Linked DNA regions of Capra hircus: region 1 is linked to region 2. Evidence: chromatin contacts called from public Hi-C data. All regions are on one chromosome and are shown on one strand. The core of a region is the stretch at or near the end of the contact, and the rest is flanking DNA. Distances in the headings are between cores, read along the strand shown.

The links. A called contact is a pair of places that touch in the nucleus more often than the background predicts.
Region 1: a contact with region 2 is called in a Hi-C map of liver, with 5 times the contacts expected there. The contact joins two enhancer-like sites. A contact is called at or near these places in 2 of 5 Hi-C or Micro-C datasets (blood and liver).

What each region holds. Positions count from the first base shown.
Region 1 is chr29:31,527,953-31,533,123 of ARS1.2, reverse strand. No RefSeq gene overlaps it. Among named protein-coding and RNA genes, the nearest start is that of KCNJ1, 39 kb to the left of the region's middle. Within about 2 kb of position 3,378, at least 1 of the 5 cell types and tissues checked has an H3K27ac peak or open chromatin away from gene starts, as enhancers often do.
Region 2 is chr29:30,730,660-30,735,901 of ARS1.2, reverse strand. No RefSeq gene overlaps it. Among named protein-coding and RNA genes, the nearest start is that of ETS1, 470 kb to the left of the region's middle. Within about 2 kb of position 2,606, at least 1 of the 5 cell types and tissues checked has an H3K27ac peak or open chromatin away from gene starts, as enhancers often do.

The DNA of each region.
Region 1 (5,171 bases), core at 2,129-4,628, 800 kb before region 2:
GATAGTCAGTACCCATTTCTGGTTCTGTGTCATGCTCTGGGAGAAATCCCACATTGCTTGGCACTGGATTGAGCCCCTAGCCGGTGCTTAACAAGCATCTCTGGACTTGGGTGTTCTAGGAATAGCGGTATCTCTTTAGGTCTATATGCACCCTAAGTATCTGTACTAACTAGATATATGTTGGTTTATTTCAGTCTGTCAGTAATCCGTCATTTGAGGTAGAAACTGATATTTTCATTTTGATCTATGGGGAAATGGAGCTTTGGATACCCCTGGAGGGCAGTGTTTATATTCCGTATTCACCTCCGTGTACCTATAGCACCAACACACTGCCTCATGTAGTCAGTAAGGGGGTTTTGAGTCAGTAAATGAATGAATGAATGATTTGCTCAAGACAACATGGGTAGCGGTGGCTTTCATCCTACATCTGTCTGAAGAATTTTTGACCAAGCTACATTATTCATTTGCAGAGGGTCCTTGACAAATGACTTAGCTTCATCGAATCTCAGTTTCCTTTTTAAGTAAAAGCGAGCTTTGAAATAGGGTTAGGGGGAGGATTAGAGGAAACAATAGATGGAAAAATTTCTTTATAAGAAGTAAATGACTACTGATGTGGCATAGTGGGGTAGGAGCGTGGGTTTGAAGCTGGGAGCCCTGGTACCCAGGCTAGACCCCTGGCTGCCTGATGCTTCAAGGCCAAAGGACACAGAGAGCTGAGTGGGGCTGTGACAAAGACCAGAAGCCTCCTGAACATGGCACAGGCTATGAGTTGGGGGAATTTGAGTAGAACCTTGGTACCCTGGACTTCATTTCAACCCAACAGATGTTTGTTGAGGACCTCTTGTGAGTCAGGCACTGGGGATGCAAGGGTAAGGATGCGAGGATGGTTTCTATCACTGGGATAAAGAATCCTGAGGGGCTTAAACCAGCCTGGGGACCAGAGCTAAATGGGAGAAGTGCTGAGTGTGGAGAAAGTTTATTTTTTTGCCTTAGGAAACATGCTTATGTTTCCCAAAAATGGTGTTGACATTACTGCTAACAATAAGACTATTGATTATGGAATGTATAATTATTGGGAATTTTAAAAATTCTTTACAGTATATCCTACTGGGGATGTACAGTCAGTGAAGTGCTTGTAAAGTCACTTGTGGGAGTTCTTGTCTCTGCGTGGCCATGCAACAATCTGACACAGAGTTAGGTCCTTTTGTTCAAGCTTATTTCTATTTATTATTGTTGTTACTTAACATTTTTTTTGGCTGCATGGTTTGTAGGATCTTAGCTCCCCAAGCAGGGATGGAACTTGCATCCCCTGCATTGGAAGTGCAGCGTCTCACCCACTGGACTTCCAGCGCTGCTGCTGCTGCTAAGTCGCTTCAGTCGTGTCTGACTCTGTGCGACCCCATAGACAGCAGCCCACCAGGCTCCACTGTCCCTGGGATTCTCCAGGCAAGAACACTGGAGTGGGTTGCCATTTCCTTCTCCAATGCTTGAAAGTAAAAAGCAAAAGTGAAGTTGCTCAGTCGTGTCGGACTCTTAGCGACCCCATGGACCGCAGCCCACCAGGCTCCTCCATCCATGGATTTTCCAGGCAAGAGTACTGGAGTGGGGTGCCATTGACTTCCAGGGCAGTCCCTGCCTAAGCTGATTTCTGGAGAGGAGAGCTTGCGCATTGTTTTCCTAGATGGCTTTCACTGTTTTCTTTGATTAATCATGCAAAGACCGGTTCTATGGTTTCAAAATCATGGAACAGGGTTTAGAACACTCATTTCTATTCCTGTGGCCTCTCCTTTCCTTGCCTCATATCAAGCTAACCATTCTTTTTTTTTTATTCTGCTGCTATTTCTTTTTGAAAAATATAAGCAATACACACATATCTATATCCCGCTCCCATTCTTAAACAGAAAGGTAGCATTCTAGAAACACGGTTTACTTAATAATTCATCCTGCAGACTATCGTGTGAGGGCCATTGCTGATAGATAACACCAGCTCCTGCGGGCTCTCCCACCACCACCCACACCCTCCCCCCCCACCACCACTTGCCTTCACTGCTCTGCCGCACTTGCTGGGATCTTGCTGCAGAGGCCCCTACTCTGCTGTTATGTGCCAGAGAGATTCTGGCTGTGCCCGTTTTGCATTCTTCTTCCATTGCAGAGTGCCTCCAGCTGCCTGGAAATGAGCTGGTCTCTTGGAACCAGAGTTCTCAGTGGAAGCTGATCTGCTTGGATGAGCAGCCCTTTAAGAATCAAAACTCCCAAGATCTTTGGTTGGTGAAAAAGTCAGAAGTGGTGTCCTCAAGAGAAAAGAGCCTTGCTCCCATAGAACCTAATCTGGGGTCTCTGCTAGGACAAGAGGGGATTGTTCCCAGGGCTTCTGGGTCATCACCTTTTGATGAGGATCCAGGGGACCCTGTAGGGGATAGAAGTTATGGAACCTATCACTGTATGTGAAATTTTGTGCATAGGTACTTAGTTCAATAAATGAAATAAATAAGATGCTACAATGGAAGTATAAAGAACATGCCGAGGGAGGCAGAGAACGGGGAAGGCTTCCCAGAGGAGATGGCAGCTGACCTGAGCTTACTGGATGGGTAAGACTTAAAATAGGGAAAGGACGGGACAGAGAGCTGGGCACCAGGTGGGCACGTGTCCCAGGCTAACATAGCAGGAGGCATGGTTGTCTGGGGCCCCTGGGAAGTGACGTACTATTTCCATGGCCACAGCTACAGGAGGGCAGCATTACTGTGTGGTCAAAGAAGGCTCGTCGTGTGACCCAAGTGTGCACCCTGGCTCTGCCAGTCCACCACCGGAGTCCTCGAGGGGCAGTGACCTGATTACATGGGTGTTTTAGGAATCTGCCTCTGGTGTTGATGTGCTGGGTAGAGTGGAGAAATTAGAGGCATAAATTAGCTTTCAGGGACTGGGAAGGGATGTGTCAGCATTCGTTTTCCAGGAGGGGAAAACCTGCTCAGAGACCACACGCTGAGGTCACTAGCGATGCAGGGGGAAGCAAGGGCGAGGGCCCTGGGCTTCTGCTTTCGAGTCACTTCAGGGCTCTTTCCTGAAGTCACCCATATTCCTCATGCCTGGGGGTCACCGTTCTTGAAGGAAAGCTCACCAGGAAGGTGGAAGCCAAGGTCAGGGGACTACTCACCAGGACCAGAGGGAGTGAGTCTGGGGCCTGGACAGGCCCATCCTTTAACTGCTTTCCTGGGGACAAGGAAGCCACATACATCTACTTGGCACTGAGCAGCCTGAGAAGGCGAGTGGCTTGTCCACTTCACAGGGTGATGTGAAAAGTAAGTGGTCCACTGATGTGTGGGGTCTGCACTACCGGCCCATCTGGTTCTGGCTGCACTCTGAGTGGCAGTGAGGGGCCGCCATGATCCCAACGGCTCTCTCACTTCCCCACGTTGGTAGTGGTGGCCACACCCCACCTGAGCCCGGGGCCACCTCTGAAGGACATGCCCTGCTGATAGCATGGAAGAAAAGACAGAGGTGATGAAGAGGAGAGGTGAAGGCGGCAAGGCCAGTGTGAAGTTCAGAGGCTTGGAAGACAGACATGCTTGGTCAAACACAGCTTTCCCCATTGGCCGTGTTGTCTAAAACTAGTTCTTTGTTGTTGTTGAGTCACTCAGTCGTGTCCGACTCTTTGTGACCTCATGGATTATAGCCCGCCAGGCTCCTCTGTTTTTGGGGTTTCCCAGGCAAGAATACTGGAGTGGGTTGCCATTTTCTCCTCCAGGAGATCTTCTTGACCCAGGGATCAAACTCAGATCTCTTGCATTGCAGGCAGATTCCTTACCACTGAGTCACCCTGGAAGCCACAAACTAGATCTTAACCTTTCTGAACCACTTAAAAAAATTTTTTTTTAATTTTTGCTGGAGTAGAGTTGATTTACATGATCCCCCACCTTAGAGGGTCCCTGTAAGGACAACTATATGAAATAATACACAATGAAATAGTATGTAAAGCATCCAGCAAAGAGCCTGATACAGGCTCCCAGGAGACGGTAGCTTGAGTGATGCTGCAGCCGAGGTGATGATTCTGAGGATGAAGGTAAGGTGTGCCTGGCCCTGTGGCTGGTCTCACACAGTGACCTACTCCTTTAGCATGAGCATCACCACTGCCCTTTGCTTTCTTGGTCTTAACCGGATACAAAATAGCTCCCCTTCCTCCCATCACTGCTTCTGCTTCTACTGCAGACACACTAAATCCTAGAAGCTTAGTGGTGAAAAGACCTTATGAAAACCCTGCTCGACCCAGTCATACGTAGAGAGACTGAGGGTCACGGGAGGAGATAATGTGTCCAGTGTGTCTTGATGGACCTCAGAAAGTGTAGGTTTCTAACTCCACCTGTGTTTCAGACACTCCACCAGGGGGCCAGGGGAGTAGAAACAGGTGTTATTACAGCCCTACCTGGAGAGGAAGGTTACAGGGAGGGGAGCATACACAGGAGGTCAGTGGGTCAGTTATAAGCAAGGCTGTACCTTCCAGTTAGTGCAACGTGCTTCTGGCCAGCAGGTGGCGCCATCCGCTTCCAGATCACAAAAGTGAAAGTGAAGTGGCCTCCAACAGTTAGCCGGTGGAGGGAGGGCTTTGGCCGACCCAGAAAGCTCTTTAATAACCATTTTGTTGTTTACACATTGAACAGAGAGACATAAAATATCTGGATCATCTAATCATTATTGGGCTGTTAAAACGACTGTGAAAGCCTTTGAAAAAATAAATGTGATAAAAGTAGAAGTTTATAACTCTAGAGAGGTTATGGTGCCAGAAGAGAAAGTCATCATTTATGAAGAGTCTCCTGGAGTCCAGTTGCTTTCCATTTTCTCTACAATAAAGCTGAAACAATATTACTATCTCCATCTTAAAGATAAGAAGACCGAGGCTCAAAGAGATCAAGGTATTTGCCCAAGGTCCAGGATAGTGAGGGCAGAGCTTGGTATATACCTACATGCTAAACACCTATGTCTGTTTACTCATTTAATCCTCTAGGCAACACTAGGAGGTAGGAACAACCCAGCCACGCAAGCACAGGTCAAGTTGTGTCAAAATTCATGGCTTTCCTATCTCCAGGGTCCAATCCTGACCCTTCTGGTTGCTTTCCTATGAATTTGGCAAGTCACTCCCCCTCTCCAACCATACAAGGCTGTGGAGATCAATGGGTATC
Region 2 (5,242 bases), core at 1,357-3,856:
GACAGAAGACAGACACTTCTGTTACCAGTTAATACACCAGTATGACTATTTGAAAAAGGGCGGGATGGTATTCAAAACTACCCTTTAAAAAGAACTCCAATCTTATATAAAGCAGTTCTAAGGTTTTGCTTTAATAGCCTTGTCCTCCAAATAAATAAAGGTTAATGAGGTTTTGCAAAGTGCCTTGGGAAATAGCTACTAATATCAATCTGTTTGTAAATAAGGAAACTGAGGCTTAGAGAGTAGTCTTAACCAGTGGAAGGGTGAGCCTGGCTCAGTGCAGGACAAAACTCTTATCCATCACACGCCACATTCTTTCACTAAGATATTAAGATATTAGAGAAAAACAGAGAAGATTGATTTCATTTCTGCTCCTCCAGGGTTCTTTTTGGTTCACTTCTCAGTCTTCACACCTACAGATTATTCTAATTAAAATTTGAGCTAAAAAATTGAAGTTGGCTTCCTAGGGTTGAGTTGTCTATTCCTAGCTGACATGAAAGCAGTTCAAACACCCCACTTCATACCTTCACTTCATACTGCATATTCACGCCCATGATGTCAAACATCTTAGCATCTTTGATAAAGCTCAAACCCTTAGTAATCAAGGGCTCCACAGTGTGGTCCCAGGTAACCTGCTCCAACCTTTTGCATCCCTGGGCTCTTGGGTACCACAGACCAGGGGGACTGAAGGCCACTCAGTCGTGCACTGCAAGGGGCTCTGCTCAGGTCACGTTTGGTTATTCCCTTTGCTTGGAAAATTTGTTTCCCTTTCCTTATGTGGAAAAGTTCAGTTTGTCCATCCTTGAAAAAGTAACCCAAGTGTTACCCCAGTCTCCCAGGCAGAATAAGCCAGTTCTCCCTGATGTTTCAGGGTGGTCGATTATAACTCTGTGTGAGGGTTCTCCGCAGAAACAGAATCAATAGGAGAAACCTGTATGTCTCTATCTACCTACTGTCTGTCTGTCTGTCATCTATCTGCTGCTGCTAAGTCACTTCAGTCGTGTCCGTCTCTGTGCGACCCCACAGACGGCAGCCCACCAGGCTCCGCTGTCCCTGGGATTCTCCAGGCAAGAACACTGGAGTGGGTTGCCATTTCCTTCTCCTAGAGATACTTATTTTAAGGAATTCGCCCATGCACTTGCGAGGGATGTCGGGTTTGAATCTGTATGGCAGGTCAGCAGACTGGAGATCTAGGGAAAAGTGGATACTGCAGCTGAGGTCTGAAGGCAGGATTCCTCCTTTCTTGGAGTGGGGGCAGGGACCTTAGTCTTGTTTGGACTCAGTCTTCTCTCACAAGGGCTTGCTAAGTGTGTGTGTGTGTTCAGTCGTGTCTGACTCTTTGTGACCCCGTGGACTGGGGTCCTCTGTCCATGGAATTTTCCAGGCAAGAATACTGGAGAGGGTTGCCATTCCCTACTCCAGGGGATCTTCCTGACCCAGGGGTTGAACCCAGGTCTCTTGCGTCCCCTGCATTGGCGGGCAGATTCTTTACCATGGCGCCACCTGGGAAGCTGCTTGCTAGGTGGCTCAGTGGTAAAGAATCTGCCTGCCAATGCAGGGGACGCAAGAGACGTGGTCTTGCTTCCTGGGTTGGGAAGGTCCCCCAGAGAAGGAAGTGGCGACCCACTCCAGTATTCTTGCCTGGGAAATCCCATGGACAGAGGTGACTGGTGGATTACTGTCCATGGGGTCGTAAAGAGTTGGACATGACTGAACAAGGGAGCATGCACACTTTCTCATAAGGCCTTCAACCTGTAGGCTGAAACCTACCCGAAGTACAAGAGAATCTGCTCTTTTCAAAATCGACTGGTTGTAAATTTAATCTCATCCAAAAAAATACCTTCACAGAAATATCTGGACTAGCATTGAACCCAAAACTGGGTACCATGACCTAGACAAGTTAACCTAAAATTAACCATCACAGGCTCTTACGGTATTTGTCTGCAATTATTTGTGTCTGCCAGCTCCTCTAGAATATGAGCTGCTTAGAGGAAGTGAAACTAAATTTTAGTCTCATTGGGAGAATCTAAAATTACGTGCACACCAAATCACTTCAGTGGTGTCCAACTGTAGGTAACCCTATGGGCTATAAACCCTCCCAACCCAGGGATCGAAACCCCAGGTCTCCTGAATTGTAGCCAGATTCTTTACCGACTGAATCACCTGGGAAGCCCAACCTTCTGGGCTGTTTGCTTGTCAATCACTCTGACGGTCTCCGGAGCGAGGGGTACAGGCGGCAGCCCCATCAGTGCCCACTAGGTGGCAGTGGAACCCCATCTCTGACGGGATCTGCGCTTCCTGCTCGCTCAGCCTCCACAATCTGGAGAGAAAACTTCCAACCCAGCAGCAGAGCCCTGCTGGGAATTTCAGGTTAACTGACTAAGTCGCTTTAATTTTCTTGGGAAAATAGTTGCAGTCACACATTAGATAAGAGGCTCCTGAGGCACCGAGGCCTGCGGTGTGAGCACCAGTTTTTTTCCAGCTCCCAGATATAGAGATGCGTCCCTCCCCGCAGTCATGCTAATATGCCCCACCCCCAGCAAACAGCAGGATCAAAGCTCGCTCCCGGCACGACCCCGCCCCAGGGCCTGCTAACTTCCTCCCCTCGAGTCCAGGACGGGACCTGCTAGCGACGCCTGTCAGTGTCCTCTCTGCTTTCTGCCTGCGATGGCACCGTGGACAGTCCAAAGCCGGCCTCAGAGTTTGCAGAATTAAGATCAGACTTCTCGGGGTGTAAGCACAGTAAATATAACTGGTAGAAATAAAATTCTCAAGTTAGCCAAACATGGAAATTCCGGCGTTAAATAAAAAGTCTTCCTCTTCCTCCTTCAAAACTTCTATCTTCTCTGAATACATTCATATCACATCTACAACGAACCGTTTTTAAAGGGTTAACTTCTTCCCATAGACAGGGACAATTTGTCGTTTCTGTTAATTCAGGCTACGTGATATAGGACATGGAGCCCGGTTTGGAGGAAAGACTCATAAATGCTAGTTGAAGCTGACACGACTCTGGAAATTTTATGAAAGGGCTCCTTTGTCTTTGTGACTTTCAAGTTCTTCACCTTCAGGCTCTCATTTTCCACTTAGACTGATAACAAAGGGCCATGGATTATTATCCTCAATTTAAAGTAGGGACAGTAAGTCCAGGAAAGATTATTCGCCTGAGAATACAGTGCAGGTCAGTGATGCAAGGGACCGTGTCTCTGTTCTTGCCAGCAACCCCCACTGACCCTCGCTTTGAGGCGCTAACCAGAGGTGCGGACCCAGGCCCTGCACCCAAGGAAAGGAGAATCAGAGTCTCTTGAAGTGGACTGGAGGCTGGGTCGTGTTTCACCTGCTCTCTCTGGGGCTTCCGCTCTCTCTCCTCGTCTCTTTTCACTGCGCCCTAGTCACCAACAGGACAGATCATCAGTGCCGACTTCTCATAGATCAATAGTCAACAGTATCTCATTGTTGCAGGAATCAGATCACTCCAGCAGCCTAATTCTAATCTCCTCCAAGTCAAAACACCTAGAGGATGGAGCCTGCTTCATAACCACGCGCTCCCTACCCCTGACCTGAAATTCCAAGCTAACGCCAGACTATGGGGCTGGAAGGGGCGAAGTCAGGTTATATAGGAGCTGCAGAGCAACAGGGGCAAAAGCCCCGATTCTGTGTAATTCTCATCACTTCCCCCAGCTGATTTGCCATCCTCCGTCAAGACCTTGGCCGTGTCACTTCCATTGACCTTGTCTCAACCCACCATTTCCGTTGGTAAGAGCTGATTGCTCCTTGAAACATACAGGAAATTTAGTGATCATTTTTGGTTTGAAACATCTCCTGTAATGTCTTATATTAGAGGTATTTATCCCAAGTTCTCCCCCATTGCTCCCATGATTGAAATTGTGATGTCTAAAGGAACATACGTCATATCGTATTTACTTTGTCTTATACCTGGAGCCAGCATGCAGCTTGTCCACAGGGCCGTGTCCGGGGGCAATGAACAGCACATGTCCATAGGAAAGCTCAACAAATGCTTATTGAACGGAAATGAACCCTCCTAACTAGATCCACAGATTCTAACCATTTATTTTGATGTTGAACAGATTAATCTTCCTGAAATAGCACAGTCTCTATGCCATTTCTCTGCTAAAAAGTTCTTAATACTCTTCCTAGTGCCTATAGAATTAAGCCTTAATAGGAAGACCTAGTGGAGAAGGAAATGGCAACCCACTCCAGTACTCTTGCCTGGAGAATCCCAGGGACGGGGGAGCCTGGTGGGCTGCCGTCTATGGGGTCGCACAGAGTCAGACACGACTGAAGCGACTTAGCGGCAGCAGCAGGAAGACCTAGTGTGCAAAAGTTGACTGACTTCACCTCTGTCTTATTTTCCAACTTTTATTTTAATGAATGGTGCCCTGAACCATCTGTTACTGCTTCTGTTTACTTCCGTTTATTTTTCACTTTATTAATTTTTATTTTATATTGGAGTAGAGTAGAGTTGTGTTAGTTTCAGGTGTAGAGCAAAGTGATTCTGTTATGCATACATATGTATCCATTCTTTTTCAAATTCCTTACCCATTTATATTATTACAGAATATTGAGCAGAGTTCCCTGTGCTTTATCTGTTCAGTCGCTCAGTTGTGTCCAACTCTTTGAGACCCCATGGACTGCAGCACGCCAGGCTTCCCTGTCCATCACCAGTTCCCAGAGCTTCTCAAACTCATGTCCATCAAGTCAATGATGCCATCCAACCATTTCATCCTCTGTTGTCCCTTTCTCCCCCTGCCTTCAATTTTTCCCAGCATCAGGGTCTTTTCCAATGAGTCAGTTCTTCGCATCAGGTGGATGTGAAGTATCACTGTCTATATAGTAGGTCCTTATTGGTTATCTATTTTAAATATAGTAGTGTGTATATGTCAATCCCAAACTCCCAATTCATCTCTCCATTTGTTTCCCTTTGGTAATAATAAATTCATTCTTGAAGTCTGTGAGTCTGTTTCTGTTTTGTAAATAAGTTTGTATCATTTTTTTTAGATTCCACAGATAAGGGATGTCATGTGATATCTGTCTTTCTCTGTCTGACTTACTTTACTTACTATGATAATCTCCAGGTCTACCCATGTTGCTGAAAATGGCATTATTTTATTTTTTTATGGATTAAAGACTTAAATATAAAACCTGATACTCTAAAATTCTTAGAGGAAAACCCAGGCAGGACACTTGCCTTTATTTTAAAGCTAGGTTTCCACCTGAAATA